Linked DNA regions of Mus musculus: regions 2, 3 and 4 are each linked to region 1. The links are chromatin contacts, called in public HiCAR-type and HiChIP or PLAC-seq maps. All regions are on one chromosome and are shown on one strand. Each heading gives the region's core, a stretch centred on a gene start, on an enhancer-like site or on the middle of the called end of the contact. The rest is flanking DNA. Distances are from core to core; before and after follow the strand shown. Region 1 overlaps Gm973 (predicted gene 973). Region 2 has its middle 8.4 kb from the start of Gm51625. Region 3 has its middle 3.4 kb from the start of Gm33724. Region 4 has its middle 9.4 kb from the start of Gm33774.

Region 1 (6,804 bases), core at 1,306-3,805:
CTCCCCAGTGCACCCACTCCCGCTTCCTGGCCCTGGCATTCCCCTATACTGGGGCATAGAACCTTCACAGGACCAAGGGCCTCTCCTCCCACTGATGACTGACTAGGCCATCCTCTGCTACATATGCAACTGGATCCTATTATATTTTAAAAGAACAGATTAGGTAAGACCCTGGAAAATTCAGATAATTAAATACTGGAAACAGGTTTCAGGACTGTGGCTTGAGAGTGTGGTCCTTGGGCCTCCAGCATCAAGTGAGAAATTCACTAAAAATCCATATTGCCAGGCCTAGGTCCTGGACTAAATAAAGCTAAAAATGTTGCAGAGAAGCCCAGAAATCTTTTTTCCACCTTTTTTGCTTCTTTTGTCTCCCTTAGTTAAAAAATAAATTAAAAAATATTTTTAAAGATTTATTTTTATTTATGTGTGTATACATGTCTGTAAATGTATGCTGTGCGTGTGGGTACCTTTGGTGGCCAGAAGAGGGCGATAGATATGCTGGAGCTGAGGTTACAGGCAGTCGTTAGTCACCTGATGTAGGTGCTGGAAATTAAACTCATGGCCTCTGGAAGGGCAGAGAGCTCCCCTAACTACAGAGTCATCTCTCTAACCCTTTGTTTAACTTTGGAAACAGGGTCTGTCTCTATAGCCCAGGCTGGCCTTGAGTTTGTTTGCTGCACACCATAGCCTTTTAACTGCCAGAATTCCAGGCAAGTGCCATCAGAAACCTTTCACAAACTTTTCAGGTGATGGCTGGCTGTGGGGGTGGGGGTGGGGGTGGGGGTGGTGCACATCTTTAATCCCAGCACTCATGAGGCAGAGCCAGGTGGATCGCTGGTCTACAGAGCAAGTTCCAGGATGGCCACGGCTACACAGAGAAACCCTGTCTTAAAACCAAACCAAACCAAACCAAACCAAACCAAACCAAACCAAACCAAAACGTGTAGGTGCTTCTGAAGTGCACTAACGTTTCAGAACCACTGATCTAGGAAGTAACTAGAATTGACCTTTTATCCTTTCCTTGGGCTTTGGGACTGTTTCCCCAGTCTGCCCAGATTTGGAGGTTGCTGGTGAACCTTATCTTGTGGAAACTTGCAAAAGAATTCTAAGTCCTCTCACTAGATCACTCATACTTTTTTTAAAAAATGTACTAATGTGTGTGTGTGTGTGTATATATATGCAATCCATGTAATACTGGTGACTGAACCCAGGGCCTCACACATCCTAGAAAGTGTTATAACACTGAGATGTATCCCTAGTATCTGGCTCACTCCTTATAATAAACCGTGCAGGTCACTACTGAATTTAAAGTAGGAAAAACAACATGACCATTAAGACCAAAGGGGAGAATTGTTCTTTAAACAGCTAAAAGCACTTCCTTGGAATTTCCTTCTTCTTGCCTTCCAAGACCGGAAAGCCTTTCTAAAAATTAGCATTTGTCATTGAGACAGGCACAGGCCTCCGGTGACTTTCTGCAGTGGCATTTCATTGCATTGAGAATGTCTGGCTAACCTCCGAGGACTCGGCCGGAGCCGGCCCTGGCGTCATGAGACAGGAAATCTGTTTTGACTGACTCAGTCATGGCTTAGCTTGGGCCATGTTCTGTGGTGCCTAAAGCCCCCGCTGCACTTGGCTAAGACGCTGGAGCCTGCCAGGGTTCGCATTCTGGATCTGTGATTTACAACAGGGACAATCTGAAGATCAGGGTACATTTTCCTGGCTAGTGTCACTCAGCTTTGAGCATGGAGGTGACAGAGCCTCATGTTAGAAGAATTCTTGCTTAAAATCCTGACCAACCTAGGCCTCATACTCCCAAAATATATTCTTATCAGATACCCACAAAGAATGACATTAAATATCAGTATAGGGCTGGAGAGATGGCTCAGCGGTTAAGAGCATTGGCTCCTCTTGCAGAGGTCCTGGGTTCTATTTCCAGCAAGCACATGGTGGCTCACAACCATCTGTAAGTAGGGTTGCAGGGGATCTGACGCCCTCTGTTGGTCTCCTCAGGCACTGCATGCACATGATACACAGACGTACATGCCGGTAAAACACCCATACACAGAAAATAAAAATAAATACATTTAGAAATAATAAAATCAGTATAAAATTATTTTTGAGTAGGATGGGAAGAAACAGTGGAAGATAAACAGGAAAGATCAAAACCTTCCACTTAAGGAGGCAGAGTCAGTGTTGTTTCACAGTTTGGTAGTGACCACAGAGGGAAGATATTAATTTGCTGCAATGTCCAAATTGAGGTTGGTATTTATTAAGGGACATCATTTTTTTTTTTCGTTCCTCATCACCGCTTAAAGAGTAAAGTTCTTTTACCAGTCCCTGAGGCAGAAAAGGATGCCAGGCGTGGAGAGGTGAAGGTGCTTGTAGCCTGCTACACAGTTCAGGTTCAGTTTAGTAGCACAGACCTGCAGCTGGGCATGCATTCGCTTGTGACTTTAAGGGGCCAGGAAAGAAAAAAGGCGCCCTCTCTGTGAGTCACATGGTTTAGGTTTCAGAGCCCAGGCTGGAGTTCAGGCCCGCTTGCTCCCTCTGCTGTACATTGTGTAGCAACAATAAGCACATGGCTTCTGTCTGGCCTGGAACCCACCCTTAGAAATGTAAGTGGGGCTGGAGAGATGGCTCACTGGTTAAGAGCATTGGCTTCTCTTCCAGAGGTCCTGAGTTCAATTCCCAGCAACCACACGGTGGCTCACAACCATCTGTAATGGGATCTGATGCCCTTGTGATGTGGCTGAAGATAGCAACAGTGTACTCATATACAGAAAATAATCTTGAATGAAAGAAAGAAAGAAAGAAAGAAAGAAAGAAAGAAAGAAAGAAAGGTAAGGGGTTTTCACTTCTGCAAGAAGCAATGACACCCACCTTTAATGCTAATAAGAGGCAGGGGCGGGGGCAGGGGCAGGGGGATTTCTGTGAGTTCCAGGACAGCCAAAGTCACACACTGAGACTGTCTTAAAACACACAAGCAAAACTAAAACTAAAACCGAAACTGAAACCATACCAAACCAAAACTAGAAGCTATAATGGGTAAGGAACAGTCCTGCTGCCAGAGCCCAGTGGGGTAGTAATATGCCTAGGTGCCCACAAAAGCATTGAGAGCCTAATTCAGTCTCTGAGCTATGAACTGTGAGTGCCTCCACACCCAGTGGCCCCAGGCTCAGTATTTCTTAGAACTACTACCACCCGTCATGATCAATATAAACTTGTTTTTGAAGGAAGCCTCCACCAAGGCACACTGTTCGTTTGAGAAAGGATCTCTCTGTAGTGCTGGCTGTCCTGGAACTAAGGAGACCAGGCTGGCCTTGAACTCCCAGAGATCTACCTATCTTTATCTCCCAAGTGCTAGGATTAAAGACCTGTGCCTCTTTGGCATTCTTGCCAGCCAGGGCTCTGGTCGACAGCAGCTAGGCCTCTAAAGAGAAGGTCCTGCTTTCTCGTACCAGCATGTCTGTAGGCATGGAACCCTAGCCGCCTCACCAGCATATGCACACCTCCATGAAAGCAGGAGGTGGAGAAGGGTGGATGCTTGGGGTGGGGGTGGGGTTTGTGTCTGTCCCCGAAGTCTCTACTCTTGTCTCAGTCTGCAGTCTCCAGCAGGAAAGAAATCTTTAAATAATGGAAGAACAGAAAACATGTCGCTTGCATTTGCATTCGACAGACAGAGGCCTCTGCTTCTAACTTCCAGTTCATGCTTTGAAGGGACATGGAAAGACTTCTCTGTTAATGGGTCTGAACAACACCGAGTTCTATCTGGGCAGTCCCAGTGAAAGGATTCACGAATCGCCAGCTCACTCTACCTTGGCTGTCTTTGGCATTTCCTCTGAGGGGTCCTCCTGGTTCTTCATGAGAGTCAAGTTCACTTCCACGTTCCTATTGGGTTAACACACAAAAGAATAATGAGACAAAATAAATGCAAACTCCCCTGTGTCCATGCCCTTCCGGTAGAGTGTGGATTTTTGAGACAGGGTGTCCTTATGTAGCCCTGGCTGTCCTGGAGCTCACTCTGTAGACCAGGCTGGTTTTGAACTCACAGAGATCCAATTTCCTCTGCCTCCTGAGTGCTGGGATTAAAGGCGTGTGCTACCATTATCCAGTGCTGCTGAGGACTATAATCAGGATGTCTTCCCATGCCAGGCAAGTGCTCAGCTGCAGAGCTACCATCCCCAGCCTGTCCTCTCTGTCAGTTTCTTTCAGCATAAGCGTCCAGAGATAAGTTTTAAGGAGCCAGGTGGGGCTTTAGTCCCGCTGATCGAGAAGGGAAAAAGGATGGCACAGGCCAGCTGCTGGGAGGGTGTGGAGCACCTCTAGGGACTTGACAGAACTGGCAAGCGAGTAAAGGCTGAGAGGAGGGGGGAGCTTGGGGAGGAGCCACAGCCTCTAAGGCAGGGGAAGGGTTTCTTTCTTTATCCTGAGAACAAATACATGACACTGAGGAGAGGCAGGGAAGCCAAAGGGTCGGCTTGGCCTTTGGTGGCGTCCCAGGGTTACCATGGGTTGGGTTCGTTCTCCCATTTGATACCCTCTTCCCTCTCTCCCTGAGTCACAGGAGCGATTTCACTGTCCAGAAATCCCCCCCCCCCCCAGAGCTGTTAAATCTCAGCTGCTGCTCATCAGAATCATTTGAAGAGTTAAAGAAATCCAAACCAACCAAACAAAAAAAGCAGGATCTAACACCAAGCAAAATCGGACACTGTGGGGTAGTGGGGTTTTGAGGCGTTTTGTTCCATCGCGCAGTTGGATCAAGAACCCCTGTCCTCCAGCAGCTGAAGGGCAGCTCCTTAGCAACCAAAAAGCAGAGCAAGGTGGAGCTGGCGAGAAAGGAGACATCCTGAGCTGTTAGGTGAGGCTGCTCGTGAGCGTGCGCGTGCGCGGACCAGCGGGTACTGGGATTATATTCAGTGATACAGCTGTGTAGAGAGAATCTCTGTGCACTGTGTGGAAGCATTACCTGTCAATAAAAAGCTGATGGCCAATGAGCTGAGGCAGGATTAGAAGGTGGGACATTCAGAAGAAAGACTGGGATTCTAGGATGGAGTCAGACACCAGAGAGCTTCCCCCCAAACTCTGAGGAAGACAGTCCATGAAGCTGAGAAGAGGTGACCAGCCACGTGGCGGGACGTAGAATAAACAGGATAACTGAGTTGGGAATTAGCCAAAGCTTTCACCCTAGGCAATTATTCATGATTCTTCAGTCTTAGAGTCATTATTTCGTGAACTTGGGTGCGGGTGGTTACACAGCTGGATTGAGCCACTGCAAGCTGTGGGCTGTGGAAGTCCCTCCCATAGTCCCACCCTTTAGTGGGCACTTGTCCACTTGTCATCAAATTGCCCACACTGGGAAGAGAAAATTTATCATCTGCTAAAACCTGTGGGTTTTGACCCCTTTGGGGATGGGTCAACCCTTTTACAGGGTTGCTCGCCTATGACCATCGAAAAACACTGATATTTACATTACAGTTCTTAACAGTGGCAAATTACAGTTATGAAGTAGCCATGGAATAATATGGTTGGGGTCACCACAACGTGAGGAACTGTGTTACAGGGTCACCACATTAGCAAGGCTGACAAATGCTGTGCTAAGGCCTTCTTCTCAATACCCTCTGTGTCTTTAATTCACCTGCTGGCTCTGACCCGGGTTTCTTCCTTGCTGGCCTAGTGCTTAGAGCTGGTGAGATCTGCTGACACGAAATGCTAAAGGGGCCAATAACTGTCCCTCCTTTGGATTTCTCAGATGTGCCCAGTATGGTAAAAATAAAATAAAGATAAATAAGTAAAAATAAAATTAAAAAGTCCCACAATAAGAGAAAGGCTAAAACCAACCAACCAACCAAACAACCAAACAAAAGTCACCCAAACATAGAAAAGCCAACCAAACCAAGCACTGCACAAAACCCTTCCTCAGTCACTGTAAACCGTTGAGTTAGAAAGCTAAAAAAAAAAAAAAAAAAAAAAAAAAAATCAGTTTTTTGCCTCCTTGTTTATAACGCCTTTCAATCTAACAGGAACTTGGATGGAAAGAGGGAAATGAGTTTCCTGTATTGGAAGAATTTCAAATGCAGAAAAATGGCTGGTCTCAGCAACATGCATCCCTAGGCCTGCAGGGGTGAGGAATATTCTCCCCATTTCCGAGATGGGAAGATGGAGGCAGGGGGAGTCAGTGATCTGGAAACTCTTCGAGTGAACCCTTATTAGAGAAAGCAGCTTACTCTTAAATTCAGTTTCTTCAGATACTGAGAAGCACCAAGACTCTGTCTTTTTCTTTTTTTAAACATATGAGCCCACATGCGAAATAATGTACCTAAGGCCTACATGGCCTACATGGCCTATCAGCTGGATTGGTAATTACAGTAATTTTAGGGAGAACAAGGTAACTGAGTTGACATAGAACTCCAAGAAATCTGAGAGTGGCTGGGCAGTGGTGGCATAGCTTTTAATCCCTGCACTTGGGAGGCAGAGGCAGGCAGATGTTTGAGTTTGAGGCCAGCCTGGTCTATAAAGTGAGTTCCAGGACAGTCAGAGCTTCACAGAGAACCCCTGTCTTGGAAAACCAAACCAAACCAAATCAACCAACCAGACAGACAGACAGACAGAAAGAAAGAAATCTAATAGTACGACTCCAAATAATGTGTATTCGAACACCCGATTTCCGTGAAAATCCAGTTTTCTATTTCTCTGTTTGCATTGCATTTGACACGTCAGCGAAGGGCACGCAGGGCCAGGCATAGTGGTGCATGCCTGTGACCCAAGGACTCTAAGAGGCAGAGGTAACACCAGAAGGTCAATGTT
Region 2 (6,804 bases), core at 2,656-5,155, 230 kb after region 1:
GTTTGTCAGGCTTGTTCAATAAGACCTAAATCTTATCACCTAAGTCAGTTCACTGGCCCCATTCTCTCCTGTTTTAAGTTAAAATTAATGTGTGTGTGTGTGTGTGTGTGCGTGTGTGTATGTGTATGGTCTCACTATGTAGACATGGCTGGCATAGAAGTTGATGTGTAGACCAGCCTGGCTTTGAACTCACAGATCTCTGCCTGTTTCTGCCTCCTCTTTCTCCTGTTTCTGCTGAGAATACCACCATACCTAAACCAAAACTACTACTACTTAATAATAATAATAATGATAATAATAATAATAAACTTTTGGAGAAAGCCGAGTTTTCCCAGACTCATCCTGCCCCCATCTTTTCTGAGCATGCCCACAGTGTTCCTGTCCACCATTTTAACCTATCAAATATATGCTCTGTGGCCCGAGCTCAGTTTGCCCAAAAGTGTGTCTGTCATCTTTCCTCCTTTAACTGAACATGCTCAGCAGTATCTTAACTGAAGTGCTTTCTCACTGTGACTCTGAATTGGTTCCCCAAGTGAAATTCCAACCCTTGCCTGCTTTGATTAGCACTGGTGCCTTTCTCACTGACCACAGTAACACATCCTCTCCCCGGCATTGCTTGGCCCATCGAGCTTAGGCTATCCAGTCACAGAGATGAGAATCCACTGCATTTAGATGCACAGAGGTCTGCAGTCTCGGGAAAATTAAACCAGTTCTTAGGGCCCCATGACTTGTCTGACTTTACCCAAATCCAGAACTCAGGTGCCTTGCCCCTAGGTGATGAAAATTAAGTACATGATGCTCTAAAGCAGCCATTACCCAAAACTCACTTCTTCGTGCATCTGTCTCCGACGCAGCCCCTTGTGGGTCCTTTCTCACAGGGCTTCTTTTTCAAAGCCCTACCTCTTGACCAGGCCTGCCTTTCTTCCTACTCCGGTTCCTGTCCACTCTGCTGCCCCCGATCATTCATGAGAATCTTCTCCACCCCAGATGTAGCCTCTGGCACTTCAAAAAATCCCAGCGCAACTTGGAAAGACATGTGCGTTTAGAGTGCATGGACAACTCAATAGGAGTTCCCTGCTTTCTGGGTTCCACCCTCACTCCCGTCACTCTTACTTTGGGGTTCGTCTCTCTCTGGAAAAGGTCTGAAGTAGACATAGAGTTAACACAACTCACCTCTGGTGTGTCTATGAGCGAGAGCTTGGCATTAGTTAGAAACTTGGTTGCCAGCGGCCTCCTCCTCATCTTCTGCTCCCTCTTGCCAATAAAATGACCCATTTAAAGCAGATTTTTCTGATTAACAGGCTTCTTATAAATGGCTTCAGCTGTACTTGTTGATTTATATGGCTCAGGGAGTGTTGCTCAGCTGCAGGCCTCCTCCTTTGTCCAGGGTCCCCTGTGAATCACCATGCCCTGGTGATGTGGTGACAGGGCACAACATCCTCCGAGGGGCATCTCCACAAGAATGTGTGTCTCTTTTCTCTTCAAATTCTAACTGTGGAAATGTCCAAACAAACAAAGTTCAAAAAAAAAGATGTACTAATAAAACCCTTTGTAAGCCCAGTGGTGGTGGTGGTAGTGCACACTTTTAATCCCAACACTCCTGAGGCAGAGGCAGGCCAATTTCTGAGTTCCAGCCTAGCCTGGTCCACAGAATGTATTTCAGGACAGTCGCGGCTATGCAGAGAAACCTTGTATCCAAAACAAACAAACAAACAAACAAATAATGGAAACAAACCAAAAAATCCAAGCCCTTTATGAACTGTCACCTGCCGATTATGTTTGGTACCCTTGCTGCCTCTCAAACTGCCATCTATTGAGATTATTTGAAGTCATTATTTAATCCATGGATATTTCAGCATATTTTCTAAACAGTAAAGACGATCTTGACTTTAACATAAGCACAATACTATTATTACATCTAAAAACATCAACAATAATTCCTGAATATTAACTGATAGCCACCCAGGTTTCAAAACTTCCTGGTTGTCTCATCAATGTCGTCTTGTATTTAAATTCATTTAAGTCAAACTCCAACACTTGCATGGTGCTATGAACTTGCAATCCCGGCCCTAGGGAGGCGGAGAAGAAGAACGTGGGTTTAGGACAGCCTAAATGTTGGTGTTGTCTAAATAAAACAATCCAGTCATTTCTCAATTACTTTTAATTAATGTGATGACTCAAGTGGTTTTCTAAAAAACAATACCTTTCTCTCTCTCTTTTTTTTTTCTTTCTCTCTTGCCTCCAGGGTCACCTTGATAGGGATGTTGCCAAAATATGTGCTCACTGCGTCTTCAGCAATAAAGAAATCCTGAAAGACTTTACTGATACTGGAATGGGGTTATTCCCATGGGCACTGCCCTAGTCCGGGCCTGTACCTGTTGTACCTGGAGATGCTCTAAGACCCTAGGCTAAATCATCTTCTTCCAATACTGGTTGTCACACTGTGGCCCCAGAGCACTGAGTAGTTACCAGTCCACGCATGCCAGTCTCTCACATTTATTAACACACAAGTGTCTACCACAAGGTGGTGGATCTGCCATCCACAGGCTATCACTTAAAGAGGAAGTGGGCAGACAGCTGAGGCTACTCATCCCGGTGGGTAGGATTGGGTGCCAGCTGACTGAAGGCCAGACCTATTTGTCTAAACTTGGAGGGGCCTTGCATGGCCGTGCAAGATGTTTAGAGGGAAGGATCAGCCGGAGGCGCCTTTAGTCCCGGAAAGGGTGTGACTTGGGGGGAGGGGGCTCCAGGGACCTTGTGATCTCCTGTGGAGCCCCTTTTTCTGCGCTGACCTTGCTGCTATCCAGAAGGAAGGCAACGAACAGGCTTTCTCTTCTCGCCCTTTCACAAGTCCACACAAACCATTACTGGCAAACACTGGAAAGCTGACACAAATACCAAGTCCATACACCCTCAGACTCACAACACAAACTCAACACAGCCCCATCAGTATCACAGACTTGTATAGATACACAGACCACACACACACACACACACTTATTTGTTTATTTTATGTATATGAATGCTCTGTTTTCATGCATAGCAGAAGATGGAATCAGATTCCATTACAGATGATTGTGAGCCACCGTGTGGTTGCTGGGATTTGAACTCAGGACCTCTGGAAGATCAGCTGGTCCTCTCAGCTGCTGAGCCATCTCTCCAGCTCCCAGCAGGTTTTCTTAAATCCTGGAAAAGATAAAAAGCTTTGGAGTGCCTGAAGACTTGGGGAGTCTGGTTGGGGCATACAGTGAGCAAAGCCAGCCTGGGGAAGGTGTAGCAGGGCCAGGAGCCTGCTGGTTAAATAGCACTGACTCCAGTTCTGGCTAGGAGAGGCTCTCATCTGTGGTTCTAAGCGATAGAAAACCACCAACTGCTAGCAAGATAATCCAATTTCCTTCCTCCAAGGCTGGAAGAGGACTGCCTTGGCCTCCTGCTCCAACTTCCTGCTGGGTCTCAGTCTGCTTAGGACTCTTTACCCCTCCAGCAGAATGCATATCAAAGCCCCAGGCCCCCAGGGTTCATTAGGAGGCATTTATTTCTGCATATTCGTGGAGGGCAGGAGGGAGGACAACTTGATTCGCAATGCAAATTGCTTGGCTGTAATTTCAACTCTCCCTCCCTTCTCACAGGGAGATTTTGCAGGTCATTAAAAATATATGATTGCCTCCAAAATAGCAGTGACAGCTGCCCGCTTGTGGTGGGCCAGGTGCTCGAGTCGGAAGGCCACTGAATGATGTCCGGTGGATTCTCCCAGAGCACGTGGGGCCAAGCGTTCACTGCCTGCATCTGGAGTCCAGATCGCGGGGCTAGTGAACCGGCTCAGAGCGGTCTGGGATTCACCCTCGTTTGTCTTCTGCTCAATTCTGCCTTCCGCTGCTCTGGGGCAGGCAGGGCAATTGTTTTCATCCCTGAGCCCACGGTTTCCTCCCCAAGGATGGGGATGAATAGAGGGCTGATGTTTAGTGGCTGGCACAGAATAGGTGGGTGGTCTGCTGTGGGGGCCAGCACTCCCCTCCACAGGCTTGTTACCACCACCCAATAGCACAGTACTTTCTTTATCCCTTGGCCCCTCCCCAGAATTGGATACTGGAATCCACCAAGGGGAGGAAGAACTGCTTAGGTCTTCTGGTCATAAGTCCTCACTTGGTTTTTCTTCCCCATGCTGCTCGGGTTAAGAAACTCCAGGCCTTTACCCTAAACTTGAATGATTCTGTAGATAGGGGTGTGCTGGGAAAAGGAGCAGAGCTTCTGTCTTAGTTACTGTTTTGCTGCTGTGACAAAACACCATGACCAAGCCAATTTGTAATCTTGAAGAACCGCCAAACTTTATTCATTCCCAACCACAGTTATTCTTTTTTTAAAAAAATTATTTTTAAAATATTTATTTATTTATTATAATTTTTGGTTTTTTGAGACAGGGTTTCTCTGTATAGCCCTGGCTGTCCTGGAACTCACTCTGTAGACCAGGCTGGCTTCGAACTCAGAAATCCACCTGTCTCTGCCTCCCGAGTGCTGGGATTAAAGGCTTGTGCCACCACTGCCCAGCTAAAATTTTTATTTATTTTATGTATGTAAGTACAAAGTTACTCTCTTCAGACACACCAGAAGAGGGCATCAGATTCCATTACAGATGGTTGTGAGCCACCGGTGGTTGCTGGGAACTGAACTCAGGACCTCTGCAAGAACAGTCAGTGTGCTTAATTGCTGAGCCATCTCTCCAGCCTGCCAATTTGTAAACACACACACACACAAACACTCACACACACACACACACACACACACACACTTTAATTTGATGACTAACAGTTCCAGAATGTAAGTCTGTGACCATCATGGCAGGGAACATGGCAGCAGGCTTTCTGGAATGGTTTTGGAGGTTACATATGATCCATAATCGAGAAAGAGGGGGGGGGGGAGAGAGAGAGAGAGAGAGAGAGAGAGAGAGAGAGAGAGAGAGAGAGAGAGAGAGTCCTGCTAATGGGAATGTCATGTCCTTTTGAAACCTCAAAGACTGCCCCCATGACACACCTTTTTTAAGCAAAGCCACACCTCCCAATCCTTCCCAAACAGTCCCACCAACTGAGGACTAAGCCTTCAAACCACCTCAGGCCTTTTGGATGAGAGCTCCCATCCAGCCAGTAAAAGAGACTGGTAGAAGGAAACTGTTCCTCCATGAGTCTGAGGAGTGAACCTGGGATTCTCCTGGGAGGGCCTTTTAAGCCAAGGTCAGCGGTGTCCCAGGATGCCACAGCTTGAGCATCAGGGACACGATGCTCTGGTTCAGTAATGAAGCCACAACCATGGACAAGCACATACTGCTGTGTGCAGTGTGAGAGGGAAGCCAGACATTTGAAGAGTTAACACTACCTGTTTGTTTCACTTTAGTTTTGATTTTTGGTGTTATGAGGTTAAACCCAGGACCTAATCCACATTAAAGTACTTTACCTCCAGGTCTAATTCATATTTTAAAGGTGCAAATATATGTGTGTGTGTGTGTGTGTGTGTGTGTGTGTGCGCGTGCTGGATAGTTTTATGTCAATTTGAATCAGCCTCCATAAGATCTGGTGTTGGGGCATCTTCTTAATGAATGATAAATAGAAGAGGGCTCGGTCCATTGTGGTGGTACCATCCCTTCATTGGCAGTCCTGGCTTCTATGAAAAAGCAGACTGAGTAAGCCACAGGAAGCAAGCCAGTAAACAGCATTCCTCTATGGCCTCTGCATCAGCTTCTGCCTCCAGGTTCCTGTCCTGGCCTACTTTAGGAACAGACTATAATGTGGAAGTGTAAGCCAAACAAATCTATTCTTCCCCAACTTGGTTTTTGGTTATGGTGTTTCATCACAGCGATAGAAACTAGGATAGTAAGTATGGGAAAACAGGCTGGTAGTTCTCAAAAATGCCAAACATAGAACATTCACATGAGTCACTTTTATATCTATATCAAGAGATGGAAAACAGGCCTCATGAAAATTTGACCATAAATGTCCATAGCAATTATTCAGCAGCCCCAAACTGAAAAACAGCATGCATATCTATCAAAGGAACAAATGAAGTACAGTTTATTCACAAAATGCGTATTTTTTAACCATAAAATAAAATGAAAAACTAGAAGATAATACAAAATAAAGTTTGAAAGCCTTATATGAACTGAAAGACCCATGATAAGGATCATACAGCATATGATTCTGTTAGAAGCAACGTCCAGAATAAGCAAAGCACGCAGACAGAAATCAGATCAGTGATCGCCTCCGGTGAAGGATAAAGGAGTAGGGGGCAGAGGAAGGGCTACTGGAAAAGGGTATGCCCTTTCTTTGGGGGCAGTAAATCCTAAATGTATTGTTCTGGTAGCCACATATTGTATGTGAACTGTATGAACATATTAAAAACCACTGGATTGGGGGCTGGAGGTCAAGTATTTGCCTAGCCTGCACCACACCAAATTCTGGGTTCTTTCTCTAGCCTCACATAAAACTGGCGTGGTAAGGTGGGTTTACATACAATCCCAGCATCTGGCAGTAGAGGCAGGGGGGATCTAAAGTTCAAGATAATCTTTGGTTACAGAACAAGTTTGAAGCTAGTTTGGGCTAGAGACTCTTCTCACAAAAACAAATAGATGAACCCTAAAGCCCCACTGAATCATATGCTCCTTTTAGGGTTTTTGTTTGTTTGGTTGTTTGGTTGGTTGGTTTCTTGAGACACAGTTTCTCTGTGTAGGACTGGCTGTCCTGTACCTCACTGTGTAAACTAGGCTGGCCTCAAACTCAGAGATCCTCCCGTCTCTGCCTCCAGAGTGCCGGTATTAAA
Region 3 (6,804 bases), core at 1,378-3,877, 190 kb after region 1:
AGAAAATAAATTTTGATTCCTCAATATGGGCATTTTCTCCGTACCCTCAGGTAACTATCATAACCCCAAAAGCTTTTATTGATATGTGAGTTTGAGGTCAGAAGTCCTCTTGGATGTGCCCCAAACTTTCTGGATAGTCATTGTCTCTGGGAAGGCAGGACAATTCCACCTGTTTTCCTCTATACCCTCTACTCTTAGGTCCACACAAGGTTAGGTGCATGATGGGTGAACAATAAATACTGGTGCATAGATGGGGAGCATTTTAAGTTGTTTCTTCCTAGTTGAAGAGATAAAGATGGGATAGAGATTTAGCTCAGTGGTAAAGGGCATGTGCCAGGTCCTGGGTTTGGCCTAATCCTAGGACTGCAAGAGATTAGAATTAATTAGAATTAATTACATGTGTAGCCTGGAGAAAGGGCTTGATTAGGCTTAGGCAGGAGGTTTAAAGAGTCCTTGAGTTACTGAGATAAACCTGGTGAAGACCAGAGCTGCTCCTGCATCCAACCCCAGGGTTTGGGATTTGCAAGGACCTGTAGGGTTTGTGTAGAGGATTTAGGACTGACTACATGGGCAAGTCTCAGAGTGGGCGATGAACAAGGTATAAAATGCTTTCCAAAGAGATAGCAACCACAGCTTTTCAGTGGACAGCAGTTGGAGGCTCTGCCCGTAGCTTGTTTATTCACTTTCTTTACACTACACTCAGGAGAAAGCAACATCCCCGCAATGGCTGCAAACATGGCTGTTTCAAAACTAAGTTCTGTTCTCCAGCCTTTACCATGAAAACAGCTCCCAAATGCCTCCTGTTTTAGGGCAGGATTCTCTCTTGCCTTCTGGTAAGTTGCACAGACAGACAATTTCACTGGACCTCACAATGTCCCTCAGCATCCTGAGAAGTGTTTCAAAGACCACAAGGAGGTCCATCCACCTCTAGGCAGGCCCTGTACAGGGTGGGAGAGTCCTTGTTACTCCACCATCGGAAGGCGGCCACACACGTTATATTAGACACTTGACTCATTGCTGCAGTGAGATACTCAACGGATGCAACCTAAAGAGGGAAGGAAGGGTTTATTACGGCTTACAGAGCTGTGGTAAAGTTCATCGTGTGGGTAAGGTGTGGTGGCAGGAGCTTGAGGCAGCTGCAGTCAGGAAAGAGCCGTGAATGCCTGTGCTCTGCTCAGCCTGCTTCTTCTACCTCAGCCTGTGGATGCTGCCTGCCTCTGAGGTGGGTCTGCTAGCTCACCTCAGTTAATCTCATCTGGATAATCCCTCAAATGCATCACCAGAGCCTAAGTCAGTCCAGATCCTGTCTGCCAAATTGCCACTATTAACCAGCATATGTTTATATGCCGACTAAAACATCACCCTTGACACCTGTACATTGATTCATTAACCAAATGAAGTATCTTTTTTTTTAATTTATTATTTATTTCATGTGTATGAGTGCTTTATCTGCATGTACACCTGTGTGCCAGAAGAGGGCATAAGATTACATATTAGATGGCTGTGAGGTACCACATGATTGTCAGGAATTGAACCCAGGACCTGAAGCCTCTTTTAAAAAATAACCCAGTTCAGTCTAATCCATTCAGTGTTTGCAAGTATCATGATGAACGTGTGGTTTGGTGTCTTAGCAAATGGTGCCAAAGAGCCAACACTCACTCTCTATACAGAGAATCCATTCTTTGGGTTCAAATAATAATCTTGTTAGTTTGGCTTGGTTTTTGAAGGAGCTTAGAAGAAAGTGTCTCTACAATGTTGAATGCCCAGATACCCATCAGGGACAGCTCAGAGGATCTTGTTTCTGGCTAGGAGTGGACATTTTGGCTGGCCCGAGAGCCTGCCTTGCTTTTGCAGTCTGTCCAGATGTTCCTGGAAGGTGACTATGCCTGTAAATGTTTAACAGCTGGCTGTGAGGCAGGGGTGGGCAAGTGGGGTGGAGGACAGGCAGCATTTGCCCATGCGCATGGTATTGTCCTGACAGAGGTCATTTCAAACTTCCAGTGTGACCGATACCGACCAGTTCACAGAATTTCTGAATATATAATCCCCAGCTCCAGCCACACACTCTGTGAGGGTCAGAACTTGGGACCCAAGCCTTTGCATCGCAAAGGCGTAACTTCCGGTCAGACCTCCCAGAGAGTTGAGATGCCTTGAGCAGTCAGGCCAGGCAACCTCCTTGCCAGCTCTAGCTTGAGTTTTCCAGTCCCCACAGGACCCCGGAAATTGTAAAGGGAGGCCTCCTGCCCCTGTGCTCTGGCAGGGGTGGGGGTGGGGTGGGGTGGGGGGGTGCACAGGGGTCCCTTCCTGGGTCTGGTGGGAATCTCAGTTTGGCCGGTTTTGTGCCTGCTCTTTAGCCCCATGAGCATGAGAATGAGCCGGTGGCAGGTGGTCGGGGTGGGTATGAATGGCAGTAATTGTCCCTATGTCAAAAGGATGAGCCCGAGAACGCGACCAGCGAGGGGAGAGGCATGGGGGTGGGGTGCAGCTCTCAGTGAATTAGGGCCTTTTCTATGGATTCCATAAGGCTACATAATGAGCAGCTTTTGCTCAGCTACCTCTGACCTCTGTGGGCCAGAGGGGGGCCCAACCCCTTCCCTGCCTTTGTTTACCTAGCCTTGCTCGGTTGCTCCGGGTGCTGGCTGAGGTTCTGCTGGCTGTTCAGGACTGCCGGGAGCTGGCCTGCCTCTGACGCGCCCTTGGAAGCAGCTGCACTTCTCTGTGCATACTTTCCCCATCTGCAGAGTGAGGACCAGAAGACTCCCAGCCCAGAAGGCTGCTGCAAAGGAAACCTGGTCCCGTCTGTCTGGCACCATCTCTCAAGTGCTCAGTGGAGGAGGCTTTTCCATTTTTCTCCCCAAGTCCCCAGCTAGACCACACCTAACCCCTGTAACTAAGTGTGTGACCCTGGGCCAGGTCCTTCCCTCTTTCTTCCCTCTCTCCCTCCTTTCCTTCTTTCCTTTTCTCTCTCCCATCTGTGAACTGTGGGCAACCACACTGGGTCCTCCCTGCCTCCCAGGGATGGGAGAACTAATGAGATAATGCAGGAGTCGGCTGCTCTGGGGGAGAAAGGTGTTATGTACATGGAGGGTGTAATTATTATCCTGTAACTACACGAATGTTTATATTGTACCTAGCCTGACTATTTCAAGGTGTTTTGACAAGTGAGCTGTCTAAAGCTTGGAAACCCGTCCAAGGGGTGGGGACCGCCGAGAACTTCTCTGGACAGCCTGGAGCCTCCAGAGGATCCCTGTGTCTTAGCTCCAGGCAGCATCTCTTTGTGGGTGTGAAGGGAGCTGGCATCGCTAATGGCCTAACCCAGGATCTAGGGGAGGCCCCAGTGTGGCTTCACTGAGCAGCTCAGTTAGAATGGAAATCCAGGCAAGCACAGAACAATGGTGTGGTTGGCAAGGATTTTGGTATAGGGCTTAGCAAATTACAGTCTGACTTAGTTGTGTTCTGGCTGTCCCTAATGTTTCCGTTTCTCGCTGCCTTGACTGTCAACACTACGAACATCATCTTTATCTCCTAGGAAGTGCCCAAGAGGCACCCTCAACACACACACACACACACACACACACACACACACAGAGATGCTAGAATTAAAAACACTCTTGTTCTTCTAGAAGTTTCCTCCTAGAAATTGTGTGCCAGTTTGGAGGGGGGTGTGGTGCAAAGAAATGGATGTAGTAAGGTCCTTTGAGACAAGGTATGGGAAAGTGGGATCCAGCGTGGCATGCACCCAGTCAAAAACACAGGCAGGAACGGGGCTCAGACTCCAACCAGCATCCTAGGCCAAGAAACTGGTGGTTTGTGTTATGAAATAAAATGCGGCAGCAGCTGGAGTAAGGAGGTACCTGGCGGGCATATGTCAAGGTGTCCACTTGAGAAATCACACCATTACAGATCCGATATAAGGAAAGTTTATTAAGGGGGAAGGGGAGTGAGGACTTGGAAAAGGGGTAGAGGCAGAGAAGGTGGGGGACAGAGAAGGAGAGAGAGAAAGAGAAAGAGAGAGAGGGAGAGGGAGAGGGAGAGGGAGAGGGAGAGGGAGAGGGAGAGGGAGAGGGAGAGAGAGAGAGAGAGAGAGAGAGAGAGAGAGAGAAAGAGAAAGAGAAAGAGAAAGAGAAAGAGAAAGAGAAAGAGAAAGAGAAAGAGAAAGAGAAAGAGAAAGAGAGGTGGGCTGGGAACATATGGGGATAGAGAGAGAAAGAGAGTGAGAAGGGAGGGAGAGGGAGATATCAAAAGAAGAAGAAGGGGTGGGGTGGGGTATTGAGGGTATGCCAGGTCACTGGCACCTGGCAGGTTGGTGGGTGTAGGTAGTAATGGCAGTAGGTGATGATTCCACTGTTGCTAGGTCACTGTTGGGAGGAGCTTAGTGGAATTGTCTGTACAATTGTCTGTACGTGGTCTCCACCAGTCCCACTCAGGAAGACTACTCTCATGGCATCCCACCACCGTATTGACGAAACCATATTGAAGCCAGCATATGAACTGGGTAGTGGGTGTGTGTGGACCACGCACATTCCAAACATTACCCTTCCCCCAACAGCCATGAGGGATGTATAGAGATTCTACAGAGTGAAGGGTAACCACCTACTAGGGACACTCTGAGCATCAGTGGACCATGGATTCAACAGCCTCACATCCTGGTGATGGTGAAGACACATTATCACTGCTTCACACAAACCTGTTAATTTCACGGTTCTCAGTAATAATAGAAGCGAGTCAGATAGCAGAACCCTTCCAAGGTCCCACTTCTCTGTAGCTCGGTCTTGACCCTTCCAACAGAGGCAAAGTGGATGCATTTCCCCAGTTACTCTGTTCTCTTCCCTCCCCACTGCACGAGCCCATTTATGGATGCACAGTGCTTTGCTATAGGCTGGTGAAACAGATGTGGTCCCAGGATACCTGTTGTGAGAGTGCTTTGACAAGATGAGAAAGAAGAAACTTTTAAAAATTAGGGTTGTCTCCCAGAGACCCAGTCACCAAACAAAGAGGGAGCAGGGGCTGGACCTAGGCCCCCTGCACATGTGTAGCAGATGAGCAGTTTGGTCTTCATGGGGGTCCCCCAACAACTGGAGCAGGGGCTGTCCCTGAACCTGTTGTCTGCCTGCCTGTGGATCCCTCACCCCTAAATGGACTGCATTGTTTGGCCTTAGTGGGAGAGGATGTGCCTAATCCCTCAACTAGATGTGCATTGGGGGGCTGTGGGGGGCAGATGGGGGTGGGAATGGGAAGTGGAGGGTGACACCCAGAGGGGAACTTCTCCTCAAAAGAGAAGGAAAAGGTGGGGTGGAGGAGGACTTGTATGAGGGGGTACTGGGAGGAGGGGAGGGGCTGATATTGGGTTGTAATGTGAATAGATAAATACATTTTTAAAAATTAAAGTTGTCTTGGATCTGTGAAAGTGGAACAGACTAGTATTATATAAAGCATTTAAAAAAACAAAACAAAAAACAAAAACAAAAAACAAAAACAAAACACTTTGTGGGAAACCACAAACCACGTAAGAATATTCCAGTTCTGTGAAAATGTGAGTCAACCAGCCTCCATGATTTGGAGGACGCATCCCTTCCAGACAGCCTGGCTCTTGTCTATGTTTTGTGCTCACAGCCTTTGAGTTCATATGAGGAAGAGACATTCTGGCATGAGAGTTTGGTCTGCCCAGGCTCTGGGGGTTCAAACCTGTTGTCTTGGTGAGTAGAGGTCTGTCAGGGGAACTGGGACATCATAGTCTCAGGTGGGGAAATGACACCCAAGGGAACAGCCTGACATCTTCAAACATTTGTTCTCAGGGCTGGTCCTGGGTCAGAGTTATACACTCCACAAGGACAGCTGCTCAGGGGACAGGACTCACAGGGCCCGGAAAGACACTGTTGAGTCTCCGATGCTTTTAGAGATGCTGAGCTGGGCTTTAAAAGGAAGCTGAGGCAGGAGGATCATGAATTGGATGCCAGACCTGAATTACATGGCAAGACCTTACCTCAAAAGCACAGTAAGGGTGAAAGGGGGGAGGGCGACGAGGAGGGGGAGGGGGAGGGGGAGAGGGACAGGGAGAGGGAGAGGGAGGCTGTACTAGTTTTTGTAGAAGCTTTACAAGCTAACATTGCCTGGCTTGGAGGAGGGAACCTCAATTGTGGGGCAGCATCTGTTGGATGGCCTATGAGCATTTTCTTGATTGATGTCGGAGGGCCTGCCCACTGCGGGCAGTGCGATCTCTAGGCAGTATAACTTGGTGGTTAAATCTTGGCTCCTCCACATCTTACTCTGTTCCATCTTAGGCCTGTCTCTCTGTCTCTCTCTCTCCATCTTCCCTCTTCCCCTGTGTCCCTGGCCAGCCTCTTCCCTCTTCCCCTCTTTTTTCCCCCTCTCTCTCTTTCTGTCCTTCTCGACCCTTTCCTTTCTCTGCCTCTACTCCCTTCTCCAGGCCCCCTTCCCAGGTCCCAAATAAGCTTCCTTTTCTACTAGCCTGTCGTATGGCTGATACCTCAGGGGGACGCCTCAGCATAGACCTGCTAAGGCTCCCCCTTGCATCATACCTCATTTTATAAAACACAACACTAGGTATATGAACCTGACTGTTTATTCCTGAAGTGTCTGGTAGTGTCCTTGGATAGGCATAAGTACCTGGACGTGCAGCTCTTTATGGTTAATGCAGGCTCACAAAAACTACTGAGTCCCCGATGATCAGGAATTTTGGAATCTGTAACAACAAAAAGGCATCTCTTTGCAGTGACGGACGGTCTTGCAGTGTAGGCTGGGAGGATGCAAATGTGTTCATTTCACAGATGTAGCAAACTTTTC
Region 4 (6,804 bases), core at 2,671-5,170, 160 kb after region 1:
CACAATGTTATTTATCTCCTACTCATCTGAGGTGTTGAAGAAAGGAGGTGTCAATTGTCATGTGCCCTTTAGTCTCATCTGACTTGTCAAAGCTACAAAAAGAAAGGAGAGGTGGGGGATGGAGAGATGAAGGGAGGGAGGAAGGAAGTTGAGAGGAGGATAGGAGGACATAAGGAAAGTAGAAAGGAAGTTGGGTGGGGGGGGGGGGAAGAAAGACAGACGGAGGGAAGAAGACAATGAGTACTCTCATACAGGACAGCTTTAGCTCCTGACGTTTTATTGAATTTATTGAATTGCTAACCACTGTGATGTTTCCCTCCTCTGGTAACTCAGAGTGAAACTGCAGACCAGCATCATGTTTTATTTCCTGCTAGATTTACCAGAGAACACAATTAAGGGGGGGAAGAGATTGATTTCCTAGAAACTGAAGAATCACATGTAAGTAAAAACAAAACAACAGACCCAACGGGTTCTTTCTTTTACAAAGACAGAGTCTTGGAGTTCCCTACTTAAAAATGCCACTGTGCACAAGCAATTCAAATTGGTATGATGTGGGAGACTTTCTAGGACCAAATGTCCCTACTATGGCCTTCCCAGTACTTGCTGCTCAGAAGTGACACCTTCCCTCACGGAGCACAGAGATGTTACCAATGGCAGCAACAGCAGTAGTAATACCCCATAGAGCCCCACACTTACCACTTTAGGCTTCACCATGTGTCAGTCGCCAAACTGAGCGGTTGGCTCCTGTTGCTAGTTTGTCAGCCCCCTCTGAACCCCTGTAGACAATGGTTTATTGTCACCAGCTGCCTGGAGAGAGATGTTAAGCAGTTCGATGTCTTTCAAGCTCACGAGGAAGCTGCTGAGCTGCCCTTTGACCCCATGTCTGCTTTTACCAATCGGCTCCTTTTCTAGTACTCTAGCTGACTTAGCAGGGTTATCCCGTCAGAGCAGAGCCCAAGAGACGGGGGAAAAACACACGGGAAATTTCCAGGAAGACTGAAGAATAAATGATCAGCTGGATATGCTGCCTCAGAGATGAAGGCCAGCCTAGTTTGCTGTTTTCTTGCTGGTGTTGATCACACAGGAGATCAACAAGTGGGAAGTGAGTGAAGATAATGGAGTCTCATTAAATTTTTTCTGGGTTGCAGTGAAATTTCAAGCCGTTGCCACACACACAGGAGGGTTTTAGGAACAGTGGTGAGTTGAAAGGGGGGTTTAAGAAGAATAGCTGAGAGCACATCAAAAATTGGGCGACACTTATGGGACATTAATTGTGGCAGCCCGGGGCACACTAAGGTCCTCCCAGCCCCTGGTGACTAAGATCCTGGCTCACTGGTGGGTCAGGTGGTGAAGAACTTACCAGCAGCCTCAGATCCCACAGGAAGCCCGAGAAAGACAGGAGTGGGTGCCAGAGGGCCTTTCCCCACTGTGGTCACCACTGGGCTGGGCTGCCCACAGCACTGCAGCTGGGCTGCTCACCGCGGGAGTGCAATGGGCATGGGATGGAGAGCCACGGCCTAGCAGGCACACAGAGCTACCCACCACCACCACACGCAGATCCTGGTAACCCACCCAGCTTGGTGGGGTTCATGAAGAGGGACAGCGGAGGCACCTTCCCTGACAGGACACTGTAGCCCGTTCCGTTAAAGTTAAATAAGTGCACATTTCTTCTAAGCACAGTGCCGCACCGATGGCGTGTCTCTCTTCAGAAGAGGGCTGTGTAGGGTCTAGCTGAGCTCACTGTCTCCACATCGGAGAAATAACCAATCGGGGCTCCAAGGGTGGGGGAGATAAAGTTTCTCTGTCAGGGTAGAGACTTAGAAACTGACTTCAAAGACAAGAAAGGGGTGCCGTTGTTAAAGCCTGGGCCTCATAGGCCGGCCTCATTCCCAGGGAACACTTAATAAACCAAGTCTGCCTACTGGAACCTCCATGCTCTTTGATCAGTAGCACCTGCAGGCTCCGGGCTTGCGGCTTAGCGGTGCTTTGGGGATGTCTCTCATGGGTTAGCCCTGGATTGAGTCGGGGCTTCGTCCATTCTCTGGAGAGTTCTCCCAACCTCCCTAAACAGTTTTAGATCCAGAGGCCATCCCCCCCCCCACCTCCCCCCAACTTGGAATCTGTCTGCATTACTTGTGAGCACAGGCTTTCCCATGAAGACTGTCTGTCCTCCTCAGAGCCCAAGACTGTGCAGGCCTGAAAGCAGAGAGAGACCGTCCCAGTCAGGAAGAATCCATACCTGGCCCTTCTCTCTTCAGCAGCCTGCTTATCATGTTTCTAGGAAGGAAGGAAAGAGGGGGAAAAAAGTAATTTCCCAGAAGAGCCCAGAGAAGAGAGTTAAATAAAGCCTAGGCCTCCAGGTACTTTGCAACAATCTATTAGGCTTTTGACCCTTCGAATATAGCTTCCCCTGCTACTTCTTTTTGTACTTTCTTGCCAACAAAGTATATCAAAATGGGGGAAAACACGAAATAAAATTAAGCTCATAAATTTGACACTCTCCCTTGCTTGTTCTTAGGAGTCGCCAAGAATTTATGCCCACGTTTCTATTTTATCTGCAACGGTAAGTTTATTTTCCCTGGAAGGGAAGTTCCTTCAGCAGAGGGTAATTTAATTTTGTTAGTAACCAGACACATTCTGTTTAGATTTGGACTCCTTTTAAAGCGATCGCTTTCTATCAATCACTCATCTCCAGCAAGCTTGGATTATGGACCCTGTTAAACTGGGGCCGTCTGCCTATTGATGCTTTGGTGACCAGCAAGGGACAGACGCCTTATCTACAGCAGTGTCCCAGAGAGAAATATTATCAATATCCACAGGTTAATTAGCAGGAAATGGTCTGGCCACAGCTCTCCTGCCACGTGGCCTCCCTGCCCCCATGGGACCCAATGCCGCCTTCCTCGTGAATGGCCGTTATTGGACATTGCCGAAGGGAGAAAATTCCAGCAATAGTGAAAACATCACTTTCCACTCCATTGCTAGAAGCCAAACACAGAAACCATATTCAAAGAGTTCTTTGTCCACAAGATAGCGAGGAACCAGAAACTTGTTCAGCCAGATTCTCTTGTTACAATTTACTGCTTCATCGGGTGGGGGCAGGGGCAGACGAGACTCTCCGGTCGATAAAAGGAAGATTCCCGTAGGAAGCCTGGCATCTCCAAGTGTGTGGGTTTTTTTCCTTTTTTTTTTTTAAAATGCCTTCCTCTACCCGAACCTCAGCCTCCAGTGTAGAAAATGAGGGTGCTCACTCGGAGCTGGAGGATTGTGGACCAGTAACCACACAGGAGCACACCAGTGGTGACTTCCAAATTGGACCCAGGAAGGTGCCAAGAGCAGCCCTATTTAGAACACCTTCTCTCCGGGGGATTAAAGGTGGGAACCTAGGCCGGAAGGGATTGGGGGAGAGGGAAAGGATGGACAGACAGCTACCTCCCTGCAAAGCATTCTTGAGAGAACAATCGCCTTTGTTTTCAGCCGGCTGACAGTTGCTTGGGAAGAGCAGCTGGATCAGGGCTTAGGGCAGGTTATAGCCTGCGTGTACATGTGAGGTCTCCTGGTGACCAAGGGCCCAGGTGGGTGAACCTGGAATGTTGATGCTAAAGCAGGGCTGAGGGGGTGTTTGCCTCATTGTCTGCAGGCCGGCACCCCTTGCTCTCCTTGCACTGGCTTCTGAAGGTTCCACCAGCTACCACCTCCCAGAGAATTCCTGCTTCCACCAGAGGAGGATGCTTGATGCAAACTGATGGTCTGCCTGGAAGTGGCTTTGGTCCACAACTACCTGGAGAATCAAAAAACAAAGCAAAACAAAACAAAACAAAACAAAAAAAACCCACAAAACAGATTCCCCAGGGATCCTTTGAGTCGGAATCTCAGTGGGAAGGCTGCCTGAGGATTGTTTTTCTAAAGCCTCTCCTCAGGTACGGAGGTGGTACGGAAACTGAAGACTTATAAAGACCTTTCTAGCATGAATACAGTCTTTGTTGTGCTTTAAACCTGCAAATGCTTGTTAACTAGTTGGAATTCCAAATCCACAAACTGGCTAAACTTCTGTGGGCCTGAGTGGTATCTGGGGCGGATTCTTCTGACCGGTATCTTTCCTAAGATGGGCCAGGAGGGCCTTCCCCCTGGATTCTTTCAGACTTTTGAGCTCCTAGCACAGGGACTCAGTAGCTTTGGGCTTATGTTGCCAAGATCTGACGCCTTAGAAGGGGTAGACATGGCTGACACAGGGAGGAGGGAGAACAAGTCCCCCTACTTGCCCAAGCCCAGAGTGTTCCTACAGCTTCTGTCTGATGGCTCCTGCCTGATGCCCTCCCAATCAACTGTCTCTCTTTCATCCCCCACTTTCCCCTGAAACCCTCTCCTGCTTCCTTAGGACTTATTTCCTCGTATTCCCTGCAGTCCATAGGCATTCACGCTTACGGCCTTTAAAGCGGATCTTTTCGACTTACATATTCTTGCTCAACGTATATTGTATCTCAGTCATCAATTCATTCAACACATGTTTGTTGAGTTTCCTGCTTTGTGCCAGACTTTTGTGGGCCACATTGGTGAACAAACTTGACAAAGACCCTTGCTCTCATGGGATGCATATTCTAACAGGATGATACACATTTACTTATGGGTTTAAAAGAAAGAAAGGACTGCAGGGCTGGAGCCCGGTTGGTAGAGCTAGGCTAATACACACAAAGCACTGGGTTTTCATCCCCAGCAGCACAAAAACACTATGGCAGCACACATCTGTAACTCCAGCGGTCAGGAGGCAGAGGCAAGAGCACCAGAAGTTCCAGGTTCAAGGCCATTATTTGGTTTCAGATCCTGGGACAAGGGACTGAGGGGCATATTCTACAAAACAGACCTGGCCTCCAGGTTCTCCCAGCATCCCTCAGTCCCGACCTGGCATACCCTGCCCCCAACCTCTAACTTTTCAGCCTCTGGGCTGCTCCCCAACCCAGGCTCCTCCCTATATAACCCAGGCTTGTTTTCTTTCTTTCTTTCTCCCTCCCTCCCTCCCTCCCTCCTTCCCTCCTTCCCTCCCTCCCTCCTCCCCTCTCTTCCCACTCCCTCACTCCCTCCCCCCAAGACAACATTGAGGCCAGTGAATTCACCTGAGAGCAGCTTCCCAACAAACCCGCCTTTAATATATTCCGATCTGGCTCGAATTGGCTCCTCTCACCAGCAGAGAAATAACCTATCAGCCATTCTCAACAGCATTCTGGCTGAGGCCAGCGTGGGTGGGATCTCAGACTCTGTTAAGAAGCAAAAGACAATGAAGAAGAAGGCCTAGTGGTAGTGTTTGCTCAGCATGCTCAAGGCTCTGGGTTCAGTGCTCAGCACCTGAAAACAAATACAGAAAAGAAAGAAATTACCAACACGAATGCTTTGCATGGTGGCCTGTACAACAACTCACTGCGTTCAGGAGGCAGAGGCAGGAGGATCACCGCAGCTTTGAGGCCAGCTTAGTCTGTATGTAGGCCAGCCAGGGCTACAAAGTGAGACCCTGTATACTCCTTTTCTCTGTTTACAAAGGAAAGTTATCAGTAGATTGGAAGGTGGTAATTGTTATGATAAACATAATTTGGAAGAGGGAAGCGATGACTGCCACCCCAGTGGAGGAAGCTGGACCACTTGCTATGCTCAAATGTTGATGTCCGTCTGTATCTTTTATTTCCATAAATGCCTTTGGAATTTATTTTTTTTACCTTTTGCGTTGTTGTTGTTATTCTTACTTAGTACCACATTTTAAAGGTCCTCTCCAAGCTGTTATAAGTATATTTAATTTACCGCTTCTAGTTTTGTGCCACATTCTATGACGTGACTTTACCGTACTTATCCATTCTCCCAGTGGCCTACTCTTGGATGGCTTCCAGCTTCCTATTTGATCAACATTATCACCTGCTAGATTCATAGCCAGGAGCAGAGCCGCTTGCTGTAATTTCTTCCTCTACCTAAATTGCCAAAGCAGTTCACGGTCCCACCAGCAAGTGCAGGGTCCTTGATCTCCTACCCCTGCCAACACTTGACATTACCCAGCTCCTAGACTTTTTGCAGGAGCAGGCTGGCTTCTGCTGTGAGTGCCATGCTGAAGTGGCATCCTGTTGTTGATTTCTAGGGTTTCTTGTTTCCCAGGCCGGCCTCAGCTTGCATCTTCACTTCCGCCAATTCTACTTCCTTCTAACTGCCAATTCACCTTAGATGCCTCCCTAGGCAGTTTGTCTGCTTCAGGCTTCATTCCATGTGGATTTCATAACCCTGGTTAGAACTCCCAGCCCTTAGTTGTCTAGACTGTAGACTGAAATTATCCCTTTTTCTGTGTGGTCACCATTTGTTTTCTGTAGTGACCTCCAATCTCTGATCTTATCAAATCTATGCTGTCCCTTCTGGCTTCAAGATTGTCAACTGACAAGGTCTACTTTCCTGTTCAGCTTGGATCTTTGCCTGTGCTCTTTCTTCATCTGGGAGCTTCCTTCCTTTCCACCACTCTACTGGACAATTGAGGCTCACCTGTAGATAGATAGCAGTGCACAGCCCCCTGCTTCCCTCTCAACTTTGTCCCTCAAGTGATTCCACAGTTTGCTTGTGTTCCTGCTGTGACAGTGTTTCATCCTTCCATTGTGGACACCACAGTCCCCCAGCTTCTCTGAGGGAGGGTCTGGTCCTACTCACTGTCTTAGTCTTGGGACTTCCTGCTGTGTGGGGCACACAGGCAGTCCTGCACCATGCACTGACCAAATGAAGGAAGGCACGAGTTCGATAAGGCTTTCTGTCCATCTCTGACTCATGAAACTGTTGTCAACATCAGCT

Evidence for each region. HiCAR-type assays count read pairs that join an accessible place to other places. HiChIP or PLAC-seq counts read pairs in DNA pulled down with a chosen protein or histone mark.
Region 2: a contact with region 1 is called in an H3K27ac HiChIP or PLAC-seq map of embryonic stem cells, with 16 read pairs. The contact joins two enhancer-like sites. A contact is called at or near these places in 4 of 484 Hi-C or Micro-C datasets (bone marrow-derived macrophages, cerebellar granule neurons, embryonic stem cells and 1 more), 11 of 115 datasets of contacts at active chromatin or transcription factors (bone marrow-derived macrophages, embryonic stem cells, pancreatic cancer cells and 1 more) and 2 of 9 other capture datasets (adipose tissue and embryonic stem cells).
Region 3: a contact with region 1 is called in a HiCAR-type map of embryonic stem cells, with 2.4 times the contacts expected there. The contact joins two enhancer-like sites. A contact is called at or near these places in 14 of 484 Hi-C or Micro-C datasets (the Ba/F3 cell line, the G1E-ER4 cell line, astrocytes and 8 more), 10 of 115 datasets of contacts at active chromatin or transcription factors (T-cell acute lymphoblastic leukemia, bone marrow-derived macrophages, embryonic basal ganglia and 1 more) and 1 of 9 other capture datasets (embryonic stem cells).
Region 4: an H3K27ac HiChIP or PLAC-seq map of embryonic stem cells shows a contact between it and region 1, with 20 read pairs. The contact joins two enhancer-like sites. A contact is called at or near these places in 4 of 484 Hi-C or Micro-C datasets (the N1E-115 cell line, beige adipocytes, bone marrow-derived macrophages and 1 more), 9 of 115 datasets of contacts at active chromatin or transcription factors (T-cell acute lymphoblastic leukemia, bone marrow-derived macrophages, embryonic basal ganglia and 1 more) and 2 of 9 other capture datasets (adipose tissue and embryonic stem cells).

What each region holds. Positions count from the first base shown.
Region 1 is chr1:59,604,817-59,611,620 of GRCm38.p6, reverse strand. Gm973 (predicted gene 973) reads right to left here. Exons shown (of 19, transcript NM_001357842.1): 11 at 3,816-3,888. Among named protein-coding and RNA genes, the nearest start is that of Gm33833, 12 kb to the left of the region's middle. Within about 2 kb of position 2,555, at least 51 of the 459 cell types and tissues checked have an H3K27ac peak or open chromatin away from gene starts, as enhancers often do. A contact at or near this core is called in the N1E-115 cell line and embryonic stem cells, where this site is marked.
Region 2 is chr1:59,373,347-59,380,150 of GRCm38.p6, reverse strand. No RefSeq gene overlaps it. Among named protein-coding and RNA genes, the nearest start is that of Gm51625, 8.4 kb to the right of the region's middle. Within about 2 kb of position 3,905, at least 47 of the 459 cell types and tissues checked have an H3K27ac peak or open chromatin away from gene starts, as enhancers often do. A contact at or near this core is called in embryonic stem cells, where this site is marked.
Region 3 is chr1:59,418,969-59,425,772 of GRCm38.p6, reverse strand. No RefSeq gene overlaps it. Among named protein-coding and RNA genes, the nearest start is that of Gm33724, 3.4 kb to the right of the region's middle. Within about 2 kb of position 2,627, at least 53 of the 459 cell types and tissues checked have an H3K27ac peak or open chromatin away from gene starts, as enhancers often do. A contact at or near this core is called in embryonic stem cells, where this site is marked.
Region 4 is chr1:59,445,792-59,452,595 of GRCm38.p6, reverse strand. No RefSeq gene overlaps it. Among named protein-coding and RNA genes, the nearest start is that of Gm33774, 9.4 kb to the left of the region's middle. Within about 2 kb of position 3,920, at least 54 of the 459 cell types and tissues checked have an H3K27ac peak or open chromatin away from gene starts, as enhancers often do. A contact at or near this core is called in the N1E-115 cell line and embryonic stem cells, where this site is marked.